2 separate regions of the Mus musculus genome follow, and region 2 is linked to region 1. Evidence: chromatin contacts called from public HiChIP or PLAC-seq data. All regions are on one chromosome and are shown on one strand. The core of a region is the stretch at or near the end of the contact, and the rest is flanking DNA. Distances in the headings are between cores, read along the strand shown. Region 1 overlaps Bcas3 (breast carcinoma amplified sequence 3). Region 2 holds the start of Bcas3os1 (breast carcinoma amplified sequence 3, opposite strand 1).

Region 1 (6,349 bases), core at 1,770-4,269:
TTTTAGGCGTGTTATCTTTTTAGATGATGACTTTCTCCTTTTTTTCATAGTCATTGAAAATTAACAAATGTTGTTACGTTGATAGGTAGAAAATGACTTGCTTAGCTGTTTGGACTCGTTACTACTTTAGGCACAGACGGTGGTCGTGTTCCTTCTGGGATGCTTGGCTCATTGGGAACTGCGTGTTCACTTTGCTGGTTGTTTGCTCTGGAGACTTAGTTTATAGAGGCAGATTTTCATTTTTACAATAAGAAGCTGCATTGCCCACCAGTTCTCCCTGGAGGCCGAAGTGCTTTCTCATTGGAAGCAGAGTTTGCTTCAGAGCACATTCATATTGTAGGCCCGTTAAAGAAATGCTGCTTTTAATAAGAACCAAATATATGTGAAAGTTTGTCCTTGAATGAGAGTTTATCACCGTTGCCCTTTGGGTGAACCTTCAGTGGGAGCTGCTTCATTCAGGGCAGCATGATGTCATCGAATTCACAAAGTTCTCTGTAGCTAGAAAAAGACTCATTGTTCCCTGAAATAACCTAAAGGACTCAAAACTGCTGGCGCATTATTGGCTTCTTAGGTCTTCACTAAGTACTTCAGCTTCAAGGGGCTTTTCATCTTTTTCTGTGGGGTGGGGATTTCATAGGGTATGGAAAACAAACACTCTGACCCTGAATCTAAAGTGTATTCACAACAGTCCACTGCTGGCCTGACCTTGCTGGTGCTCCTGATACACGTAGAATGTGGATTTCTAACTGTTGGTTGTGTTCTTAAGTAGATCTAAATTTTGTTCAGTTTTTCAGCATAGCTTTAAAGTAGGAAGGACTCTGTCACTTGGGAAGGGAGGTTGGATGAGGGCAGCTGTGTTTGTGAGCAATGCTCCCTTATCTCAGTCTCTTGCAATTAGTCAACGTGTGACATCAAAATACACTAGGTGAGGTTGTTGTTGTTGTTTCTGTTTACTTGCTCTCTGCATGTTTGCTTCTCTGAGAACACATACTATAAACAGTCTGCTTCAAAGTTACCTTGTAACCATGTGCTCATGTGCTCATCCTGGCCTGCCTGGTGCTATTTTAAAGTAACTTGACAGTATTTCCTTTGCATGTAGCGTGATAAGACGCACTGTTAATCCTTGTAGCTATAGTAGGGATATAAATGGTGAGCTGTATATCTTGAAGTTCCTTCTCCTTTTCTTTGTTTATTATCTAAAAATAGCTGATAAGAGACTAGAAAGGCTGCTGAGCACTTGCTGCTCTTGTAGAGGTCCCAGCATTCCATGCTGGCTTACAGCTGTGACTCTAATTCCAGGGGGTCTTACTCTCTTTTCTTACCTCCATGGGAAGGTAACGGGCACAACGTGTGGTACACATAGATACATGCAAGCAACACACTCATATACATAAAATAAATCTAGAAAAATAATAAGGCTGACAAATGTTTGTAAAGGTGCTAACAATTTTTCTTCAGGTAGTTGGTCTGTGTCTTGTTTCTTTCAGATTGGGCTTGCAAGATACACAAAGTATTAAGTAGGATCAAGAATAGTCTCATTTTTGGTGCTGCCGAGATGGCTTGGTGGATAACAATGCTTATTGCCCTTGTAGAGGACCTGGTTTCAGTTCTTAGCACCCACATGGCATCCCTTGTAGCCTATAGCTCTAGTTCCTAAAGATCTATAAGCCCCTTCTTACCTCTATAGGCCCTTGAATGTGTGAGGCTTATATATGAACATACACTCAAGAATACACACATACATAAAAATGAATTAAAGGAAAACTCTCATTTTGAAATTACAATAGTTCTTTAGCGTACATTATTAAAAATGTGAACAATGACTCACTGTAATCCTTTCTAATGTTGCATCTGAATTTTGTATAAAAAAAGCTGTAACATAAGGTTTGGTGACATTTCATCCCTTTTGGTATCATCTAGTTTCTAATGAGATTATTGGTAATCAATACACAGTGTTCCCTAGCACCCAGTCTCTGCTCCTTGTTTCGTGCTCCTGAACTTTGCCTGCTACTTTTAAACGTGTAGGAAATGCTCTGCCTGCTGAAGTGAGCATCTTGACATGGTGATAGACCAGATGTTTGTCTTGCTTTCCTGAATCCATTCAGCAGTGATGCAGTCTCTAACAGAGTGGCTGAGATTCTGTCAACTCCCAACCACATCCCATATCCCTCAGCATAGGATTGGGTTCATTTCTAACCAAAGTGGATAGTCCTAGTTCAGTCAGACTTTCCTTTTGACGTTTTTTTCCCCTTCCTACTAGCTTCAGCATTTGCAGTTATTTTTCCATGTGACCTCCCTCCTAAGACATAAATGTCTCCTGTGTTAATTCCCTCCCTAAGACATAAATGTTGAATACCCTCCCTGCTGGGATTGGAGAACATTTAAAATGTCAATAAGTCTAGGGGAGAAAAAAAAGGATATTCATTTAATTTTTATAATATATTTATTTTTATTTTGTATATACATTAGTGTTTTACCTTTGGGTATGTCTGTATGAGATGTACTTAACATCTGTTGGATCCCCTGGAACAGGTGTTAAGACAGCTATGAGCTGCCACGTGGGTCCTGGGAATTGAACCCCAGACTTTAGGAAGAGCATCCAATGCTCTCAACAGCTGAGCCATCTCTCCAGCCCAGATACTCATTAAATATGAAAAGTACACTTTATTTTAATTTTCTATATTGTGATATTTCCAGAGCAAACTGGTGAGCAAAAGGCCTTAAAATCTCCGTGAAGGAGGTTCAAATTCATGATTTCCTTGTCTTTTTCTTCTGGCAGTTTAAAGGAGACTTATTTATTGTCACTATTTCACATATACAAAGAATTCATTTCTGAGTTGTATATCTGGAATATTTACTACTTCCTTTGTAAAGCAGACAGGACAGAGAGGCCCCTCCCCCACCCCACTTCCTCATCCTCCCCCCCCCCCCCCGTGGGAAATTCCAAGCATACCCATATCCAGATAACAATAGCACAGTAAACCAATAAACGGCCAGCTCAAGGCCCCTGTCGTCTGGCTGTGGTTCCACTGCAGCCAGGCTCTAAGTCCATCCCTGCCACCTTCATAAGTCCTAGTAAGTGCCAAACCATCTGTTGCTGTCACTTGCTCTATCTAGAATACAAAACTTAAGCCTTACACTTAACGGAGGACAGGAAATTGAGGGTTCCTCTTGGTTCTGTCTGTGACAAGAATCAAACAAACATCAAACAAAGGTGATGAATGATTCAGGAACATTGTTCTTGAAAACATCAGTTGACTTAACATCTGTGCAGTATAGAACAGAATTCGTTCCAAAAGAATGTTGGAACAATGGAAAATAATGGAAAATTGTTATGTTACTCTTTTGTTTGCCCTCATAAACGAAGTGGCTGTGTGGCTTTGTGATCATTTGGGCTTCTTGCTAAACATCAGCATGCCTGTGCTAGAGAGCCATGATTTTGTAGAGCTAGCAGTTCATGGTTTGGACGATTGCAAATCTTACATTTCAACACTATGTTCATGTCTGGCCATAACTACTAAATTAGATCTTACTTCATTTCTTGAAACAAGTTCAGATAAAGTTTTATGGGCTTGAGTCTTTTAAAATCTTGCCTTGAGTCGTACCTTGTCATTGTTGTTATTGTCTTTTCCTCCTCCTCCTCCTCCTCCTCCTCCTCCTCCTCCTCTATCTATTTCTTGAGTTTGTTCTTTCCATACCTTATCTGGCATCATCAAATAAGATTGACATCACCTTTACTGGGAGTATGTATTACATGGGAGTATGTATTAAGTATTTCGTGGAATTTGTATGAAGCATATTTAAATTGCTCATTTTCCTTTTAGCAGTTTAGCCTAAGGAACTTTTGGGTGAGATTGTTTCCTGTCCTAATCTGTGGTTCTTTATTACCCATCTCCTGCCTTCCCTCCCCTGCACCCCATATCTTCTCTTTTGTTCTGTTTCCCAGTTAACCCCATTGCTTGTTTTCTCTGGAGGGAGAAATCCAGTTCTGCTGTGAACCTAAAATGAAGTCTTTTCTTAAAGTAGGGATAGAGAGAGATGCATAGAAATCAGGAATAATTGTACCTTCAAGAAGAGCAGTGAGATCGCTTCTCGGCCTTTTGGCTAAGATCAAGTGAAGAAGAGCAGTGAGGCTGTGGACATGTAAACTCTGGGACTGTTAGAAGTGTTTGGTTGCATGTGCAGTACTTGTTTAGTGTGCAGGAAGCCCTTGGTTGGATTCCTAGCACTGCAGAATCCTAGTGTTCGTTCAGATGCTGTAGTCCCAGCAAAAAGTCAAGCCTGGGTCTGACGTTCAGAAGGCAGAGGCAGGAGGTTCTCTATGAGTTTTAGACCAGCCACAGGTACACAGTAAGACCCTGTGTAGTTCAAAATTCATGCTTACTTTAGCTGCATAGTGACTTTGAGGCCATCCTGGGCTGCATTAAAAAAAAAAAAAGTCTGTTTCCAACAAGCAGACACCCGTAAATGAAAAAAAAAAAAAAAAAGTCTATTGCTTTTACTAACTAAAGGTTCCCTTTGTAGAAGAATACAGACTAGTTTCAACTGTATCTTAGTGCTGAGGATTACTGGAAATTACTTGAAATAGCCGAGAAAGACAATATCTGAATAAATGAGTTTTTGCTGTGATTGAAAGTGTTTCTCAATCAAATGTCATGCATTTTTATGTATGGGTTCCGGGTTCTTTGAATCCATAGCCGGCCACCCTCCAGCAGACAGGTGTGTCACCTCAGTGAATTGAGGTTGTGCGTGTTCTGATGGATTTAGTTGCTCTTTTCTGCTCTTCCCATCACTAAGTCTCCACAACTGTTGTTTGTTTGTTTGTTTGTTTGTTTGTTTTAATGAATCCCCCTCCTTTTGCCCCAGCCGACCTCAGGAGATCCTCTCCAGCAGCCTTCTGAGTAGCATGCCTGGCCAGCATTTACTGTTAATTGGGAAATATTTCTATGAACTTGTGTGATCATTAGTTCTTTGAATTGCTCCTGTGTTTTATGTTATAGAATCTATCTGAGCTGATTATGCTATTATTTGTATCTCCAGTGCACAAAGGTCTAAGTTCTTTTTTTTTTTTCCTTTCTCCTGTAGCTCTTCCCCCTGGAAGTCCTGGCCCCATTACTCGACATGGGTCCTATGACAGCTTAGCCTCTGACCATAGTGGACAGGAAGATGAAGAATGGCTTTCCCAGGTAAATATATCGGGGCTACTACAATAAGGGAGAACAGAAATCTGTGTTTATTCTTTTCCTTACTGGAAAACGAAGAGAATTGGTCACTGGGTATTATTATTATTTCCATATTAAGAATGTCTCAAGTTGGGGGAAGGTTTGAGGGACCAGGAGGTGATAGGGACTCTATAAGAAAACCAACAGAGTCAACTAGCCTGGACTCTTTGGTGTTCCCAGAGACTAAACCACCAACCAAAGAGCATACATGGGCTGGACCTAGGTCCTCTACACTTAATATAGTAGATATGCAGCTTGGTCTTCATATGGGTCCCCCAACAACTGGAGAGGGGGCTGTCACTGACTGTGTTGCCTGCCTGTGGATCCTGTTCCCCCCACTGGGCTGCCTTGTCTGGCCTCAGTGGGAGAGGATTTGCATAAACTTGATGTATCAGGGTTGGTTGGTGCTCACAGGGGCTCTCCTTTTCTTAGAGGAGAAGGGGAAGAGAGAACTGAGAGAAGGTAGGGTCTGCAATCGGCATGTAAAGTGAATAAATAAATTAATGAGGAAAATAATGTCTCAGAAATGTTGCTGTAAGTTTCCACACATTGGATTTTATTGACATTTATCTCCAGTGTTTGCTTTGCCGTAGCACATACAAATGTCCAAATGTGTTTGTACGGGAAGCTGAACATTATTTTGTGCATAGTTCCCCCTGGGATCCCTGTCCTTGACGTGCTGCAGTCATTGGCCTCTAAACCTTTCCTAAAACAGCTTCAGCCAGCCACTCCTTGCCTTACCAGGTGACTGGGTCTTCAAGTGAAGGGCTTTGAAATAAAAGAGACTCAGGCAGATTTCACAGTGGAGCGATTACAGTGACTTCCTTACAGATGCTGTTGTGTCTGTCTCCAGTCTGACATCACAGGGGAGGATAATGACCTGTATCACATTACCAGTGTGACAGCTTTTATCAGACAGGTGCCTCTGAGAAGTGGAACCCTTTGTGGTGTTCTCAGGGAAGATAGCCTGAAAGCTGAAGTGACTCTAGAAACTGGAGGAATAAACCATTTCTACATAGCGTGTATTTATTCCATGACCGCAGCTATGCTCACAGATGCTCTGTAATCAGCGGTCCGGCTCCCCACATGCTGAGGCCCTTCCTCTCCTTGTGATCTCAAGACAAAAT
Region 2 (5,959 bases), core at 2,840-5,339, 150 kb after region 1:
GGGGTCACTACTCACCTCTGGGTTACCTCGGACAAGGTAAGAAGAGACCTTGAGGTTAGACGTGCCGCAGAGAACCTGAGGCTGGATGCACTGGGTGGGTGTGTAACCCCAGCAGCTGGGAGACAGAAGCCTTGGATCACAGGGTACAAGCTTGCCCCAGGTGTGTACTGAGATACTGTCTCAGAGAGTCGGGGGGGGGGGGGGGGGAGGAAGGAAGGAGGGCAGTTGGATGAGCGGGACTAAACTGCTTTCCCCAGCCATGCTCTATTTGGCTCTGCATTCTGCTTTCCTGTTTCCTCTCCATGCCACTGTTGCCAAAGCATCACATGCAGCTACTAGGGAGGCAGAGACTTCTGCACCACAGTGTGCATATCCTCATGAGCAAGGAGTAGGTGTCAGCCCTGAAATCAGAGGAGACTTGGCTCCGTACCTCTCCCTGGGTAGATGGCTTTACTGCTGTGTCTGCTGAGGGCGAAGCTTTTCCAACAGAAAGGTCGTTCTTCAGCATTCTTTTATAGACTGTTTTAGCCATACTGTGTGTAGGGTTTAGAGGATTTCTGCTGTAGCTGCTTATGTGGGAAGCTCACCACAGTATTCTCTTCCCTGAGCTGTTTGTGGTAACATCCTAGCAATTTGTTTAGATGTTCAGTGAATGATACCTTATTATTTTATTAAGTGATGGGCTTTAACTTGAAGGAAACTTGAGTTCTTGATGGTTTTCTTGGCAAGCTACTGTATACATATTTCCTCCTAGACTTTTAAAGACTGTACCACTCATTCCCCTTAAAAATGGATCCTGGTTAAACAGATTTCTGAACCTCCAAATCACAATTATATCCTTTATATTATACTTTCTGACTTTTTCTTAAACCTTCCTTAGTGACTGTATGTTACCCACCACACCCTCAACCTCTGCTGGTAGGCATGAGCCAAGTGGCCCGGTGGCTTTATGCGATGGAGGCACTTTTTGACAGGAAAGTTGTAGATTTACTTTCAGAGGCCCTGACCTAGACCACCCTACAGAGGTCATTAAGTCTCTTGCCATCAAGCCCTAAGCAGTTTCTTCTCTGGTTTGCTTTCTGTGGATGTCTTTGTCTGGGGAGTTCAAGGTGTCAGAGATCGATGTCTGCCTGGTTCCTTTGAAGACGCTGAGTCAGGAAGGCACAGAGGAGTTAGATGGTAATGCCAGCTGGAGATAGCCAAGGAAGGCACAGAGGAGTTAGATGGCAATGCCAGCTGAAGATAGCCAGAAGGCACAGAGGAGTTAGATGGTAATGCCAGCTGGAGATAGCCAAGGAAGGCACAGAGGAGTTAGATGGCAATGCCAGCTGAAGATAGCCAGAAGGCACAGAGGAGTTAGATGGTAATGCCAGCTGGAGATAGCCAAGGAAGGCACAGAGGAGTTAGATGGTAATGCCAGCTGGAGACAGGGCCACATAAAACAGTCACTTCATAAGGAACCTAAGAGGTTTAGGGTTATTTCTGTCCTATGGCCCAAGAACTATTAGCAACCCCAGGCGTCAACCTGCAGAAAGGCAAGAACTCAGTGTAGTTCTTAAGTATGGTTCCATGAAAGTCATCAGGTCCTCTCAAAAACCTCTAGATGTTTGCCTTAAAGCTTAGAAAACAGCACAAAAATGATATAGCTGATAAAGAGACTGATCCTGGCTTTTGACACATCTTCAGTCATTTCTTCACATGCACTCAATCATTTCTTTACAAATATACTCAATCTCTCCTAACTAGAATACTCCAGTAGTCATGCAAGAATCTTAACCAAAATAACTGAAGTTTTCTCATGTCAACGCATTTTTCTCCTCAAAAACCTTAATGAACCAGATGGTGGTACATACCTGTGAGCCTAGCATTCTAGAGTTGGAGGTGGAGGATTGTCAGCTCAAGGCCATCCAGGGCTTTTAGCAAGTTCAAGTCTAACATACACTGTCTTTCAAAGCCAAGGGTTAGGAACATAATTCAGTGGTAAAGGTTTGTGTAACATGTTCAGGACCCTGGGGTTCCATCCTAGAGATGAAAGACAGTTGACTTATATGTTGCTGCCTTTAAATAATGTCTCAATTGAGGTATGATGGAAGAAATGGATCTGGGACCACCCATCATATAATCCAAGAAGTGACAGCCTTGCAACAAATATGAGACCTTCGTTTAGTCTGTTCAAACACGAGCAACAAGCTGCTCAGGGGGCTCATGACTGTTCAGTGAAATGCACATGCCGTGTGCACACACTTCCCAAACTCTTGTTTCCACTTCAGTTCTAACTGATGCTTTCCGTCTCGACTCCCACTTCTTGCCTAGAGGAGCCCTGTGTGTGTGACAGACTTGTTACTAAGCATCTCCCTAGCATGCCTTACCTTCCTAGCTTCATTCATGTGCTCGTGCCCCTCGCCTCTGACGAGCCCTCCTTCCAGCAGGGTCTTCCCCAAAATTCCCATGAACACATCACAAAATGGATTAAGTATTATAGCAGAAAGATGCTCACTCCTTACGCCCTGGCCTTCTAATAAGGGTGATGGGCCTGGGATATGCCCTCTGTCATGTGTTCTGGTCTTACAGGGGAGGAAACAGAGAACACTGGCCAAATATTGACCACTGACTGTCCCATCCTGTTGTAGCATATGGACTTGTGTTTGTAATTCCTCTGAGATAAGATTTTTACCATCCCTTGTAATTTTATTAATCCATTCTAGACTGACAGATGTTGCCATGAGCCTTGAGCTCTTGAGGATTCTTGTTTCATTTCTGATTAGATGATGAGTTTCCTTCTTAAACCCAAGGGTCTATGTATGCACAGCCCTTCTCTCCTAAAGAGCTTGTTTGGGTGCCAGAAAGAACCTTGCTGTTCCCTGGCTGGTACTGGATATCACTTTTCTATATCTGAGCCCTTTCTAACTGGTTCCCTCTTGCAAAGGTAGCACCCAGTATGCTGTCAGTGCTGAAGTAGTAGCAGCTGCTAGATGGGTTTTACTTTTACTTGTGTTTTTATTTTGAAGGGACCTGAGGATAATAAGGGGTGCCCAGAGGACTAATCTGTGGATCTCCATTCTTCTCGAGAGCACACAGAATTTGAGAACACTGAAACTGAGCCAGATAATGACCCAGAGGTCTGCTAAATGTTCCAGGGTGGTTGGCTCTTTGTTCTCACTTATTAGAGTCCAGCTCCGCCTTTCATAGCACAGTAATTGCTGCAGGGCTTGGGCCCAGGTGATCTGTCTCACAGGCCAAGCTGAGGTTGTCTGTTACCGTCCTTTACCGGTCTCTGGCAACAATGGGAAGTGCTACCCCTGAAAGCAGGTTGGTTAGCATCTGGAGCTCAATGAACCTGTTGAACTTTTCCAGCCATTTTGTTTTTTCCTTTCCATCAACCTACTTCTAAGAGGCTCATGTTCTGTTCCAAGGGCACCAGCCTTCGAGTGGGCACTTGTCCATTCCTGGCCTAGGGCAATCAGGTTGGAGATCTCCCGTAGACACCAGACACCCCCTATCTCTCCAACTCTCCTGTTGGCTGATCCCCTTAGTGCTTCTAGGGCACTTGAGGTCATCTTTTGTCCAAAGGAGTGCCACTGTGGCATCTCACCGAGCAGGACTGTGGGTACTCTCCCCATTGCTTTGGACAGACTTGACAATGCCTCTCTGTGTTAAGCACTGTGCGCAGCTCCCTCGAAGTAGGCTGTCATCAGTCCTCACATTTGCCCTGCCGCGGCTGTTCATACACCCGTTTCACAGGTGAGTGTAGGAGAAGTGAAGTAACTTGCTGACGGGTGAGCCGAAAGACCTGGAAAGTCTCCTTCTCCCGCTCTTTACAGAAAGCCCCTGAGACCCCGGTGGTGATTCGTTTACACCAGTGTCCTCAGAGATTCCCAGGTCGCCAATTCAGTGATATGAGCCGAATGCATACAAGAGTTAGTGTGAAAACAGATTGCCACCGCCTTACAAGAAAGTCAGAGAAGCCAAAGTACATTCGACAAATTGGAAGTGAAAAGCTCAAGTAAAAATATTCAGTTTAAGATCATGCGCTGGTACTTACATGAGGTCTATGGAAAATGAGGGAGCCAGCATCGGGTTTCTGGAATATGCAATTTTACAATGGGAACGTGTTATAAAATGTTCAGCCACTGTTGTTTGCCTTGGAATTTAGGGTGAGAGACATGACGGCTGACAACTCTCTTCCTGTTGTAGGTCAGGGCTTCAAGGAACTCTGTAATCTTCCCACCAGCTTTCTTCTCTCCTGGAACTCACGGGTAAAATTAGATGCTGGCTGGACTTCAGTAGTTGAAGGCTTTCAGAAGCCAAGTCAGACAACTGCAACGGCTGCTCTCTCACAGCCCCACGTCGGGAGACACTCTGTACAGACTAACACAGTTTAGTAAACTGATAAGTGTCCTGACAGTCACTGCGTAATAAACAAAACAATGCCACAGGCGTAGAAGGGAGTTGCCTTCCTGTGGGTAACCTCAGAAACAGGGCAGGCTTGGGGGTCTCTCTATTCACATCTCTCTGTTGCTCCCCAAATGTGATGTATACTAAGCTTAAAAAAACAAAAACAAAACAAACAAACAAACAAACAAACAAAAAAACCCTAGACACCCCATGTGAAGATTCAGTTGGAATTGTTTTATGCATTTGAATAGACTCTGAGAGGCAGACATGGTGAAAGGGGTGTGGGAAGAGACCATTGAAAGAGTGAGTGTGCTCTGCTCGCAACCCAGCCTCGGACACATTTATCTAATTTGACACATTTTGCCTGGAAGTCACAGGAATAGACTGAGGTCCCCACCCCACCCCCCCTTGCCCGACTCAGAATATAAAGAGCCAGAGACTAAAACCAGACTAAAAAGGGCTAACCCATTAGGGAAGTACCTCCCTGGGGAGCGGGTGGGCAGGGGAAGGAGGTTAGATGGCAGTTATTAAACACTGAATCAAGAATCTGCTCTGCAGAGCTGCTGCCCCGGGAAGCCTTTCTTCCCAGGCTGAGGCCTGAGCTGGCCAGGAGCAGGGGCTCTGCTTATTCTCCGCTGCAGGATGCTACCCCTTGACCCTTTATAAGGCAGCCTTGCTTGATTACTCCTTTTAATTCCAGGCTCAAAACAGCTTGTAAAGTTGTGTTGTTTTTTCTTTTTATCATTCCTCCCCAGATTGTGTGGGCCACACTGTAGCAAGATTTCCCCTCTGTCCACATCTGTTTTCCAACCTCATTACTCTTCAGTTATTACATTAAAAAAAAAAAAAAGCTGTTTATTTCTTCCCTGCATGTTTTCCCCCCGAGTTTCAAAACCTAAAATGGTAACTGATGTGCTGTTGGATGGGACCATCTTCATGATCTCGGGTGGACATGCTGGTCTTCGCATAAATGCACAGGAATAGATTGAACCTTCTTGTTTGAACTAGCTATGCCTGAGTCAGGGGTCACAGCTGGGCCAGAGCCTGGCAGGCTTCTGGTTCTAGAATCTGGGCACAGAGGTTCATGCTTAATCGCCCTTGAACTTGAGAGGCTGAGACAGGAGGATCAGAAGTTTAAGAGCACCTTGGCTACCTCCAGTATTCTAAGGCTAGCCTGGACTACCAACGCCTCGAATGTGTTCTTTCGGAGGTATCCGGAGATGGCATAGCAACTGGTGTGGCGTTAGCATGACTCTTCGGCACTTTAGGCTTAGTTTAACGATTCAAAGATAGAAGGAAACAGGCAGAGCCCTAGTGTTTAGGGTGGGCTTTGTTTTGGTTTTATGAAGCCAGAGGTGGTTTTGTTCTTTAGGGGGGTTGTTTTGTTGGTTTTCCAAGACATGTTTTCCCTCAGTAGCCTTGGCTCTAAGCCTCTGTCTCCTGAGCACTGATATTAAAGGTGTGTGCCACCACCTGTCACTTGAGGTTTCTTTTATGAAGAGAAATGAAACAAGGGTGTCTATTCACACCATTTCTATGCGAGCTATACAGTATATTGAGAAAA

What was found. HiChIP or PLAC-seq counts read pairs in DNA pulled down with a chosen protein or histone mark.
Region 2: an H3K27ac HiChIP or PLAC-seq map of heart atrium shows a contact between it and region 1, with 3 times the contacts expected there. The contact joins the promoter of Bcas3os1 here to the enhancer-like site in region 1. A contact is called at or near these places in 3 of 39 promoter capture datasets (cranial neural crest and liver), 1 of 484 Hi-C or Micro-C datasets (group 2 innate lymphoid cells), 5 of 115 datasets of contacts at active chromatin or transcription factors (bone marrow-derived macrophages, cardiomyocytes, differentiating embryonic stem cells and 2 more) and 1 of 9 other capture datasets (liver).

What each region holds. Positions count from the first base shown.
Region 1 is chr11:85,571,697-85,578,045 of GRCm38.p6, forward strand. It overlaps Bcas3 (breast carcinoma amplified sequence 3), which reads left to right. Exons shown (of 24, transcript NM_001166643.1): 20 at 5,086-5,186. Among named protein-coding and RNA genes, the nearest start is that of Bcas3os1, 140 kb to the right of the region's middle. Within about 2 kb of position 3,020, at least 20 of the 459 cell types and tissues checked have an H3K27ac peak or open chromatin away from gene starts, as enhancers often do. A contact at or near this core is called in heart atrium, where this site is marked.
Region 2 is chr11:85,715,655-85,721,613 of GRCm38.p6, forward strand. It overlaps Bcas3os1 (breast carcinoma amplified sequence 3, opposite strand 1), which reads right to left and starts at 4,090. Exons shown (of 6, transcript NR_045875.1): 1 at 4,043-4,090. The region is part of intron 22 of Bcas3 (breast carcinoma amplified sequence 3); the gene reads left to right. RefSeq lists enhancers at 1-728, 2,417-5,959.